Linked DNA regions of Mus musculus: regions 2 and 3 are each linked to region 1. Evidence: chromatin contacts called from public ChIA-PET and HiChIP or PLAC-seq data. All regions are on one chromosome and are shown on one strand. Each heading gives the region's core, a stretch centred on a gene start, on an enhancer-like site or on the middle of the called end of the contact. The rest is flanking DNA. Distances are from core to core; before and after follow the strand shown. Region 1 holds the start of Arl8b (ADP-ribosylation factor-like 8B). Region 2 has its middle 35 kb from the start of Gm44040. Region 3 has its middle 42 kb from the start of Gm6749.

Region 1 (3,754 bases), core at 769-3,268:
TGGCTCAGCTTGTAAGGGCACTTGCTGTACAGCCTGGAACCCACATAGCAGAGAATCAACTCTTACAAATTGTCCTCGGACCAATTCTCTCTCTCTGTGTGTGTGTCTCTCTCTCTGTCTCTCTGTCTCTGTCTCTGTCTCTCTGTCTCTGTCTCTGTCTCTCTCTCTCTCTCTCTCTCTCTCTCTCACACACACACACACACACACACACACACACACACACACACACACAGTCAGTCTTTTCATAGGGGCTACAGAGGTACCACAGCAGTTGAGTGCTTGCTGCTCTTGCAGAGGACCACCATGGAGGTCAACAACTGTCTGTCTGTAACTCCAGTTCCAGGGGACCCAATATCCTCTTCTGCTTTTCTCAGGTACCACATGCATGTGGTGCGAAGACACATGTGCAGGCAAGTCACACACACAGTAAAAACAATTAAGTCTTCAGGCTACCTTCTGTCTTCCCATCTTGTATAATCAAGTCCAAACTCGTGCCACCATATCCCACTCCCTCTGGTCCCTGAATTCTCTTCCACCTCTCCCTACTCCAGGCTTCCACCGATCTTTGCCAGTGTTGGGTACTGTCCAGAGAATAACCTACAATAGCTACACTTTTGGTTTTAAATGAACTTCTTAAGTGTACAGCAAGTGAAAGTAAAAGGATAAATAGCAAGTAGTAGACTGGTAGCCCCACTCCATCAAACTGCAAGGTCACAACATCCAGCAGAGATGACTAGAGTAGCTGATGGAGAGAGCTAACAAAGAAAGCATCCATTAAGTTAGAGATTTACAAATATGAAGCAGAAATCAACTGGGGAAGTTGGGGCAGCCAGCTGGAGTTCCTTTTTAAAAATATATTTTCAGTTAAAATATAATTCCATCATTTCCCCCTCGCCCCAGGCACACCATCCTTCAAAGTCCAAACCACTTCACTGTCCTTCCCCATTCAGGGTCTTTTCCTGGAATGTGCTTCTACCAAACGTCAGCCTGCTTCTCCTTCTCACTTCCCTCAAGCCTTTCCACTCAGGACCACCTGACTTAAAGACAAGCAGGCCGGCTCCAGCTTCTTCTCTGTTCCTCTTCTTTATAGTGTTAAGTACCACGTGGCATTTTCTCGTTTGTTTGCTGTATATGTTCTGTTCTCCACACTGGACTGTAACCCGCAGGAGGGCAGGGATTTTGCTGTCACTAATGTTTTGCTGTGTTAGAAACAAACCCTGTGTCTTTCACATGCTGGGAAAGAAATTTTCCCTATTAATTAATTCATTTATTTATTCACTTTACATTCGGATCACTGCCTCTGCCCCATCCTCCCTTGAGCCCTAGTTAGACCCAGAGTGCTCCATACAGGCCAGGCAAGCATTCTACCACTGGGTTACATCCCCATCCCAGATTCTGATTTTTTTTTTTTTTTATTCCGTGTTCAATTCCTCCGAGTATTAACTTTTTCCTTCAGGGTACATTGCCAATGAACAATTATAGGAAAATTCAATCAAAAAGTGAACGAGGACCAACTCTTTGTTTTTTTTTAAAGATTATTATTATTTATGTGTTTCGTTGTGGGAGTATGCGCATATGTTTGCAGAATGTACAAGGTCAGAAAGCCCTAGATCTGGATCCCCCAGAGTTGAAGTTACAGGCTGATGAGGGCTGCCAGGTGTGGGTGCTGGGTCCTGAACTTGGGTCTTCTGAAAGAGCCTCAAGCACTTTTAACCACCGAGTCATTTCTGTAACCCCACCTTCTGTGTTTATTGAACTCTTGATCCTCCTGCCTCCACCTCTCAAGTACTGAAATTGTTGACATGCGTTTGCTGGGAGACCCATAATTTGGGGGGAAAAAAAAAAAGAAAGAAAGAAAAGAAAAGAGGAAAGGCATGTGACAAGTGAATTGGCACCAAGGCGAGGGAAGGGTGTGTCGTGGGATTCACCATCAGGTGGCGATGTCGCCGGAGGGCGCTGGGAGTCTACGGGACCGCGCCGCTCTTTCCGTGCGCTTCCGCGCCTGCGCTGGGCCAGGCGTGGGGGGGGTAGGGCGAGTCATATGACCCGCTGGGCTTCCTGGCTCCGGCCGTCGCTGCCGCCAGCCTCTGTCTGCCCGCGTCGCGCCAGGGGCCCCGCCGAAGAGCCGTTGGCGGGTTCGGGGCCGATACCCGCTCGTGGGAAAGAGTGTCCGCTGTCGTCCGCGCCCGTCCACGCTCGCAGCCGGCCGCCGCCATGCTGGCGCTCATCTCCCGCCTGCTGGACTGGTTCCGTTCGCTCTTCTGGAAGGAGGAGATGGAACTGACGCTCGTGGGGCTGCAGTACTCCGGCAAGACCACCTTCGTCAATGTCATCGCGGTGAGCAGCCCTCTGCGGGCGGCCTGGCCGGCGTCTCGCGCCTGTCACCTCCCCGAAGGCCGGGCCGGGCGATCCTGCGTGTGTGGGCCTCGGAGTTGTAGCCGGAGGGTCGGCAGCAGGAGGGTCAATTCCACGTTGCGTTTTGGTGGTGGTGGTGGGGGCTGTGCCTTTAACACGGCCTGGAAAGGGTTAATCCGAGTCTGCCACACTTGCTGCCTTTCGGGCCGTAGAGGCTGAAGGGTTAATTCCAACCTGTCACTTGTTCACCCGGACGGGTGAGCCTGGCCTTTTCCAGAACGCCTGCGAAGGGGACGCCTCTCCTAAGTCTCCACTTGGGACGATGGAGTCGCATTGTGAAAGCAGGCAACCCGTGTGGGCGCTTCTGTGAATGCCAGGGGGAGCCTCGGCGCCTCCAGTTCGCTTGGTCTTTGTCACTTGTCCATGGAGCGTCGGAGAGCAAACTGATGACCTAGCTTACTGGGGGAAGCTGTTGGAGAGACCATTCAGATCCCAGTATTTTCTAAGACAGGGAGCAAGGGCGAGGCGAGTCTCGGTTTCTCCACAGCTGATTGTGTTAAACGGGTAGATAGATGGATCTGCATTCAACATAAAGTTTGCAGGCTTTGGTCTTTAGAGAGATTTTTTTTTTTCTTCCCTCTTGCAGAAGGAATTTGTTTGGATTGGGACGTAGCTTATGGAGGCTCAGGGAAGTTGCCTAGTAAATATAATGTGAATTCGGTGGGAGAGTGGTCGTTGAGTTTTGCGTCTTTGATTGGTTGGGAAAGGAATGGGCGTGAATGTCAGTCTTTGGAGCCAAGGAGTCATTGCACAGTTTTAGGGCTGTACTTAGAGGGTTGAGCTTTACAATTGTTCTGATGAGAAGTGGCGGCAGTTCCTAGACCTTCAAGAGGATTGTTGCAATCCTCACACAGGAGACAGCTGAGCTGCCCGACTGGTTTGGCTACACACTGCCCTGGGAAAACCTAGGTAACGTGTGACTCAGTCCCTGTAGTAATAGAGCAACAGGCGTCAGAGAGAGGAGCGGAGGCTCAAATCTCTTTCGAAGATGGCTGAATATATAAGTGTAAGGAAACTTTCCCGAACTTCATGTTAGGCTCTTTCTATGTTGCCTCTACCCCGACCCCAAGAGAACAAGGCAGAACAGACTTTAGACTCTTTCATACTAGAACTTTTCTACAGGCTTCAAGCTGTTCATTTTCTGTTACCCTAGATAAGAATTGGAGTTTCCTCGGGACTCCTGTCCCTTGGGCAAGATCGAAATGGTACACGTGGGTGTGTTGGGATGGCCAGTTGTATTTGCTGCGGAGGAGTTAATGCAAGGACCTGCACCAATGAGTAGGATTTAAGAGATGTACTGCTTACTCTCATGCCTGTATTATCACTGGGCAGTGTAGCT
Region 2 (3,754 bases), core at 707-3,206, 210 kb before region 1:
ACTTTGTAGACCAGGCTGGCCTTGAACTCAGAAATCTGCCTGCCTCTGCCTCCGGAGTGCTGGGATTAAAGGCATGCGCCACCACGCCCAGCCTTTTATAGCAATCTTAAGAGTCATAGACATTATCATCTAAACTCACCAACTTTTTAAAAGATTGAAATAAAAAAAAAGGGGGTGGGGCTAATTGAAAGTGTTGAGCCCAGAAATTCTTCATGTTTTATTCATCTTTAAGTTACTATTCATAGATAACACTAGCCAATAGCTACTGTTTTCTGAGAACTGTTAATACGTGTGAACAGACCACTGACTTCAACAAGCGTTGAGCAGAGGGGTCAGGATTAATGGGCTGTTCCTGTGTCTTTTAGGCGTGAGGCCTCCCACAGTGGATGTCATCATCTTAGACTTAGAAAAGCTAGTCACATCCTCAAAAAAAAAAAAAAATGTTGTATGATAAACAGATCATAACAGAAACTGCCAGGGGCAGGCAGACACGGAATCCAGCTGGGTTTCTTTAGCCCTGATCCCAGTTTCAGCTGCAGGTTTTTTCCAGAAAGAACAGAAGTTTGATTTACTCAACATTCTGCAGAAGTCAGGGGTGTGGTTATAACTCATTGCTAATGGGTTTTCCCTTAATTCTTGTAGCAACAGGACCTTACAGTGGCTACTGGCAGGAAAAAGGTGAAACTAAGGTCACAACAGGAGTCTATAGCATCAAAACAGAAACAGCTGTTGAGGACCACCTAGCGGCAGCAGGGGCAGCAGTATTTTTTTATATTATCCCTAAGGCACAAAGTATGACTAGTTTCCAGACTTAGAGCTGAGAGCCACAGTGACGGATGAAGACTATGTGTTGTTTTTTTTTTTTTTTTTTTTTTTTTTTTTTTTACCAACTCTGCCATTAAATGCTTGTAATTTCATCCTGATACACAAATCACCTCTGATGTAGGCCAATCTTGTTTTCTTCTTATTCATTAGAAAGTGTGAATTCAGGGGGGAAACGTCCATGAACCGTTCGTTGGGCTTTCTTTCTTTCTTTCTTTCTTTCTTTCTTTCTTTCTTTCTTTCTTCCTTCCTTCCTTCCTTCCTTCCTTCCTTTCTTTCTTTTTCTCTTTTTTTTCTTTTCTTTTTTTTAACAGGGGTTGGATTGGAAATTTGACAGCAACGCTGAGACGCTTTTGCTAAGGCAGGGATCAATGGGAGTGTGCTTACTGAGTAATTGCATTCCTTCTTGGCTAGCCAGCAACGTGGAAACTGAGCCCTGCTCGGCGCTGTGCACACCCAGCTTGCAAGGTCTGTTTCCACTTCTCCAGACCAGGCCAGTCTCATAGGAACAGCTGTCTCCAAACCCTCTGTACAGCCGGAAGCCAGTTGCTTGGGTTAGGAGCCCATTTTGTGCCAGGGACTACAGGAAGTACGTCATAGGCCTCGCCTTTTCTCATGACCTTTGAAGCCAATTTGTAGCTGGGTGAGGAAGCTGAGACCAAACTGGCCTCATTGCCCAGTCTGGATCCTCAGCACCTAACTGGCACAGTGCTGGCGCTAGGCACCAGAACCCCGGGATGAGGGAGGGCATGGATGAACATCCTAAATACTCACTAGACATGTTTTGAATGTAATGTGACATGACATGTTGTGTCCTCCCTGGCCACTTTCAAGCCTCAACTCCTCAGGACAATTGGGGAAACTGAAGCCCCAGATCAAATGACTTAGCAAAGGTCACAGGGCAGGGGGGCAGACAGAAAAGTGCCTTTGAGTCTTTCTGTGGTCCAAATGGTAATTCTATCCAGAGCCTGTCTACCTCACGTTCAAGGTCCCCAGACTCTGAGCAGGAGTGGGGGAACCAAGGGGCTCCCATCCCCAACCAGCTTTCCGGTCAGCAGCTCCCAGCAGGGCAGGGCGACCCCACCCTCCCGCCAGCTGCAAGGCACAGCGCCAGGAGCACACAGACTGTTCCCAGGCACTCCCTCGCCCCAGCCCCGCTGCACCCGTCTGCGAACTGCCAAGGGCAAGCAGGGGAACAGCTCACGTGGACCTCTGCAGAGCAGCCAGCTCAAATCTCAGGGCGGGGCTTCGTCTTCGCCACGCCCTCCAGGGCGTCCCCCACCCTCCCACCCCCGCAGCACTCCGAGACCCCTGTTCTGATCCAGATCCAGCAAAGTAAGCTCCAGTGTGGGCTGTAGGGATTTGAGGAAGTCCGTGGGTGCGGTTGAGGCAGCAGCAAAGGCAGCTAGCTCTGGTAGAAAGGAGGGGGTGTCTAGGTCGGCAACATTAGAAGAGAGGGCGTTTCTGCAGAAAAGGAAGTGGGTGTCAAAAGCTGCACACACATTGCCCCGTGGGAGTCCTGTGAGGGAAGTCACCAGGACCTGCTAAAGTCTCCCACTTTATGGCTGCATGCAAACACTCTTAAGTCGCGGTTATCAAAATTCCTGTGACTTCTCAGCACAAGGCAGGCAGTAATCATGGGCATCCATCCATTGTGTGGGGGCCACCTATCCAAGCTTCCTGTGAGTCTATTAGGCCTGTTGCCTCATAAGCCAGGCTCCTGCAGAGTCAGAACACCAACACTTCTCCTCTTACTTCAACACCTAACTTAAGGTATATTCCTGCAGCTTCCAGAAGCCGCCAGACTGCATTGATTTTTCAAAATCCCTATCTTAGCCACATGGTGCGTTCTTAGTCCACGGACACTCAATAAAGCCAGTTCCTTGAGAAAAGCACGTTTTCCCTGGTTTGCGTCTTGCATGATCTCACGTAGTCCAGGCTTAGACTGACTATAAACTTCTGACCCCCCTTGCCTCCAGCTCCCAAGTGCATAGGGCTGGAGTTACAGATGTGAGCCACCACACCCCACTTTTTTGTTTTTAACATTATTTTGAACCCGACCAATGGCATTTAGTAAGGTGGGGCGTTCCTGGGAAAGGATTTAGATGAACAAGTGTCCCACTTTTATCTCGCTAGGTAGCATAAAGTTTTGCTTGGTTGTCAATTTCTGGACAATATTTTTATATGTGGGTACACATAACCCCACATTTCATTTTCTTCCTTAAATAAACAAACAAATAAAACAGGAGAGTAAACCTAAGTCTTAAGCCCTTATACATGCCACCAAAATGTAAGCTACGTACCACCATCCCTCACTTCCTTTTAAAAAATTTTTTAAATTGGATATTTTATTTATTTACATTTCAACTGTTATCCCCTTTCTGGTTTCCCCTCTGCTAACCCCCTCTCCTATGGCCCCTCCTGCTTCTATGAGAGTCCACACCCAGGGACCCACCCACTCCCACCTTACTGACCTAGCATTCCCTATGCTGGGGTATTGAGCCTCCACAGGACCAAGGGCCTCCCCTCCCATTGATGGCAGATAAAGTCACCCTCTGCTACATACACAGCTGAGAGCCATGGGTCTTCTTCGGTTGGCAGTTTAGTCTCTGGGAGCTCTGGGGGTCTGGTTGGTTGTTATTGCTCCAATATTTGGCTCAAGTGAGACCTCGTGTCCTTCTTAATACTACAGAAGCTCCACCCCTCTGTTCTCAGACTCATCCTGCGTGACCAGTCTTACTGAATACTATTGTCAGAAGGTCGTGCAGGGGACAGGAGGATTGCAGAACACTGAGGACTGAATAGATTACAGAAAAGCCTTCAATGCCCAGGTCCTTCTTTGCCACCTCTTGTGTGCCCCTCCCCCTTCCCAAGACTTCAGAATTGGCCGACTGCTCAGGGATTGCTTTGATTCGTGTCTTAATTCTTAGCA
Region 3 (3,754 bases), core at 334-2,833, 140 kb after region 1:
AGGGTCTTTATAATATTTCAGTGTCTATGTAGATAAATGTGGGGGAGATTGACAAGCTAGGAACAGTGGGTTTCATGATCTCGGAATAATATAGTTCTCTATTACTTTAGGCTGTCTTTATGTCTTTTGGCAATGCTCTGCAGTTTGAAATGCTTTTCAGGAGCTAACTATGTTTTCCATGAATACTACTTCTTATGTCATTTTTGGCAGTGTGTCAGAGAGTATCAGTCAATTAGTACTTGAGTTATTCCTCTCAAGATTCAAACTCTGTAAGGACTTCTGTTGCCTGGCTTAGGTATCGCCCTCCCTTGCAAATGTCCAGGAATGGGCTGAAGATTTTGACGGACAGTCTTTTTTTTTTAAAATTATTTTTTACACTCCATATTCTATTCCCTCCCCCAATCCAAGATAGTTTTACTGAGATTGTACAGGTTCAGAAAGTGGTGGGAAGGACACAGACCCATAAGGGCACAAAAGTCTACTCTTTTTTAAATTAGTAATTTATTTTTTACTTATTCACTTTACATCCCACTCACTGCCTCCTCCTGATCATCCCCCCGATAATACTTCCCCCTTTCTCCCCTTTCCTTTTCCTTTGAGCAGGTGGGGGGTTCCCCCCTTGGGTATCTTCCCACCTTGGCACTTCAAGTCTTTGCAAGGCTGGGTGCTTCTTCTCCCACTGAGGGAACTGGGTGGGAGAGGGGATTGGGAGAGGCATAGTGGAGGGGTTGGGGGTTAGTTGTGGGGAGAGGGAAGGGGGGTGGCCCAAGGCCATGAGAATGAATAGAAACTTGCAAGGGACAGGGAGGGAATAGGGGTTATCTACAGGAAGAGACCTGGGATAGGGAAGGCACCCAAGAATCAATGGGGGAGGGGGTGTCCTTAGCTGTGACTTGAAACATTGGGGATACGGAGCCTGGGGAGGCTGCCTCCTGTGGCTAGGCAGTAATTTCGGTAGAGCGATAGGGATGCCAACCCACCCACAAAACTTTGGATCCTTATTCTGTCACAAGAAATTCAGGGACTGGAGTCTGAGGGAATGGCCAACCAAAAACCAGCCCATGGGCAAGCACCAATCCCTGACAGTATTAATGATACTCTGACACACACACACACACACACACACACACACACACACACACACACACACACAATACCCTGTTATGCTTGGAGACAAGATTTTGCTCTTACGAGACAGAGACAACAAGTATCTATTAGTAGTAGCTGAGCTAGAAACCTTATATTATCTCATTTAATCTAATTACTATACATGTAGTTCATGTCCCATTTTCATTTTAGAATATAGGTACATTTTGAGTAATTATAACATTTGCCTAACACTTAAAAAAGCTTAGAATAGATTATCTGTAGTTGGAAGAATTGTAAAGCTATACCCCAACCACTGGGATATATCCCTTTCTTGTCTCGTGACCATAAAGTCAAATACCCGGGTGTGAAGGGACTTTGCAAATTAAGGTTTCTAATCAGCAACGTTGGATTGGAGAGTATATCTTACATTACTGATGTGCACATAGTGTAACCCCATGAGCTGTTTAACACAGGAAAGAGAGCACAGGATACAGAAGAGGAGGAAGTGGATGTGGTCGATGGGGAGGTAGGGGAAACCCAAGGTCTGAGATAGACTCCATGTGCTATTGCTGGCTTTACCAGAAACTGAAGAAGACGTGGAAGAACCTAAACATGCGAACATTTCCAGAAGATGATGGTATTCCCTGACAGCAAAGAAGTGAGAATCTCAGGCCTACTACCACATGGAACTGAATTCTGGTGACAACATCAGTGAATCTGTGGGTAAATCATCATAGTTGCTATGAAAGCCTCTGAGGCTCCACAAACCATAAAGGCTATTATAACTGCACGCCCAAACCAGACGCTAAGGCCATATTGCTGAAGGCATTGCATGCTTAGGTTGCAGGACATGGACAAATTGAGCTAGGGTTGAATTGGAAACTCTCCCTGGCTCTTACACCCTTTCTGACTCCTCTTCTTCAGGGTTCCCCAATCCTGATAAATATATAATGTTTAGGGATGAGTATTCACAAGTCTCTCTTTGTACATTGTCCAGGTGTCCTAAGTATTTGTTCATGCTCGCAGATCAGTGCAGTCACAGGCTGGCTTGAGAAGGGATTTGCTTCTCTCAAAATCAGTAACAATTTTATTCCAGTGATATGCTTGTTTTCCTTGCCTCCCATAACTAATTGCTATGGATGCCTTGTCTTAAAACAATAAAAAGGAGTCAGTTTTCTTTAATGATGTGCCCTTTGCTATGTCCACCGCACTCCAGGGCAGGCCCACTCCAGGAGAAGGTAGGCAGCACAAGCTGGAATCTGGGGAAAAAGAAAATTCAAAGTTGGGTGGATAGAGAGGAAAAGGTAGGGAGGGCAAACCAGAGGAGCTGGGAGAGGTGTGGATATGATTTAAAAAATTATTTAAATCTATCAAGAAAATAATGCAATTTTATTAAAAACAGTATTTATTTGCTCATTATTCTGGAGCCTGGAGTCTAAAATCAAGGTATTGACAGGACCTGGTCCCTTGCAAATCCTCCAGAGAAAAATTCCTCCTTGATCTTATAATATTCTGGTATCTTTAAGCACTCCTTGAACTATAAATCCACGACTACAATATCTGCTCATATCTTTACATGACAGAGGTCACTTCAGTCTGCTGTAAGGATACATGCTAAATTTAGAACCTACCAAGCTGGTCTAGAATGAATTTTACTTTGATACCCTTAACGTAGTTATATCTATAAAAATTATTATTAATGTCTTACAAATAAGGTCATAGTCACAGATTCCAGGGGCTAGAATATAGTTGTATCTTCCTAAGGAATACTATACAATCTACTATGGGCAGGCAGAAACTATAATATTATCCCTATTTTATGGATGCACACTTATTTTTGAGACAGGGTCTTATGTTGCTCTGGATGTAGTACTCAGCAAAGGCTTGCCTCAAATTCTTGGCAGTCCTCTTGTCTCAGAATCCCAAGTGCTGGGACTACAAATATATGCTGCCATACCTGTTTTATACATACAGTGTGTAGTTTTAGATATAGAAACATAAGTAGATAATTCACATATAGGACCAGGAAAAAAAACCAAACAAATAGCTTGGACATAAGTTGGCCTCCTTGGCTTTTCTTTTAAGCTCTTCAGAGAAAGATCAGTCAATAAGTAGGGAAAGACAAAAATAATGCTCAACTAATCTTTTACCCCATCCTCCTCCTCCTCCTCGTCCTCGTCCTCCTCCTCCTCCTCCTCCTCCTCCTCCTCTTCCTCCTCCTCCTTCTTCTTCATTCATCCTGTGACTCAAGGTCATGGAATAACATTACCTAAAGGTATGTCTCCTAGAGGATTCTAGATTCAATCAACTTGACAATATTAACCATTGCACAGAGAAAGAAAAGAGAAAAAGAAAGGAAAGAAGGAAGGAAGGGAGTAAGGGAGGGAGGGAAAAAAGAAAGTAAAATTGCTATTGATCTCTAGATTATCCTGAGACAGTTCTTTATCTGGGTCTGATGTATAGATGATTTAGTCACTGCCTTTGGACCTCTTGGTAAAAGTTGGTTTGTTTTTGGTTTAAGAGCCAAGCTGCATGAAAAATGGCTTTCGGCATCTCAGTCATTAGTTGAGGGGCCAGTTTATAACTCTTATCTGTGCCGATCATTTCCCCAGGAGCTACAAAAAAGTATAACTGCTTCCTCAGACAAACATTGCATCATTCTGTG

The links. ChIA-PET counts read pairs in DNA pulled down with a chosen protein or histone mark. HiChIP or PLAC-seq counts read pairs in DNA pulled down with a chosen protein or histone mark.
Region 2: a contact with region 1 is called in a FOXA1 HiChIP or PLAC-seq map of pancreatic cancer cells. The contact joins the enhancer-like site here to the promoter of Arl8b in region 1. A contact is called at or near these places in 3 of 484 Hi-C or Micro-C datasets (double positive thymocytes and embryonic stem cells), 3 of 115 datasets of contacts at active chromatin or transcription factors (effector CD8 T cells, embryonic stem cells and pancreatic cancer cells) and 3 of 9 other capture datasets (adipose tissue, liver and pancreatic islet).
Region 3: a contact with region 1 is called in an RNA polymerase II ChIA-PET map of memory CD8 T cells, with 64 read pairs. The contact joins the enhancer-like site here to the promoter of Arl8b in region 1. A contact is called at or near these places in 2 of 484 Hi-C or Micro-C datasets (CD8 T cells and nephron progenitors) and 4 of 115 datasets of contacts at active chromatin or transcription factors (bone marrow-derived macrophages, effector CD8 T cells, memory CD8 T cells and 1 more).

The regions. Positions count from the first base shown.
Region 1 is chr6:108,781,041-108,784,794 of GRCm38.p6, forward strand. Arl8b (ADP-ribosylation factor-like 8B) reads left to right here and starts at 2,019. Exons shown (of 7, transcript NM_026011.3): 1 at 2,019-2,337. The coding sequence starts at 2,215.
Region 2 is chr6:108,569,140-108,572,893 of GRCm38.p6, forward strand. No RefSeq gene overlaps it. Among named protein-coding and RNA genes, the nearest start is that of Gm44040, 35 kb to the left of the region's middle. Within about 2 kb of position 1,957, at least 360 of the 459 cell types and tissues checked have an H3K27ac peak or open chromatin away from gene starts, as enhancers often do. A contact at or near this core is called in adipose tissue, double positive thymocytes, effector CD8 T cells and 4 more, where this site is marked.
Region 3 is chr6:108,921,173-108,924,926 of GRCm38.p6, forward strand. No RefSeq gene overlaps it. Among named protein-coding and RNA genes, the nearest start is that of Gm6749, 42 kb to the left of the region's middle. Within about 2 kb of position 1,584, at least 33 of the 459 cell types and tissues checked have an H3K27ac peak or open chromatin away from gene starts, as enhancers often do. A contact at or near this core is called in CD8 T cells, effector CD8 T cells and memory CD8 T cells, where this site is marked.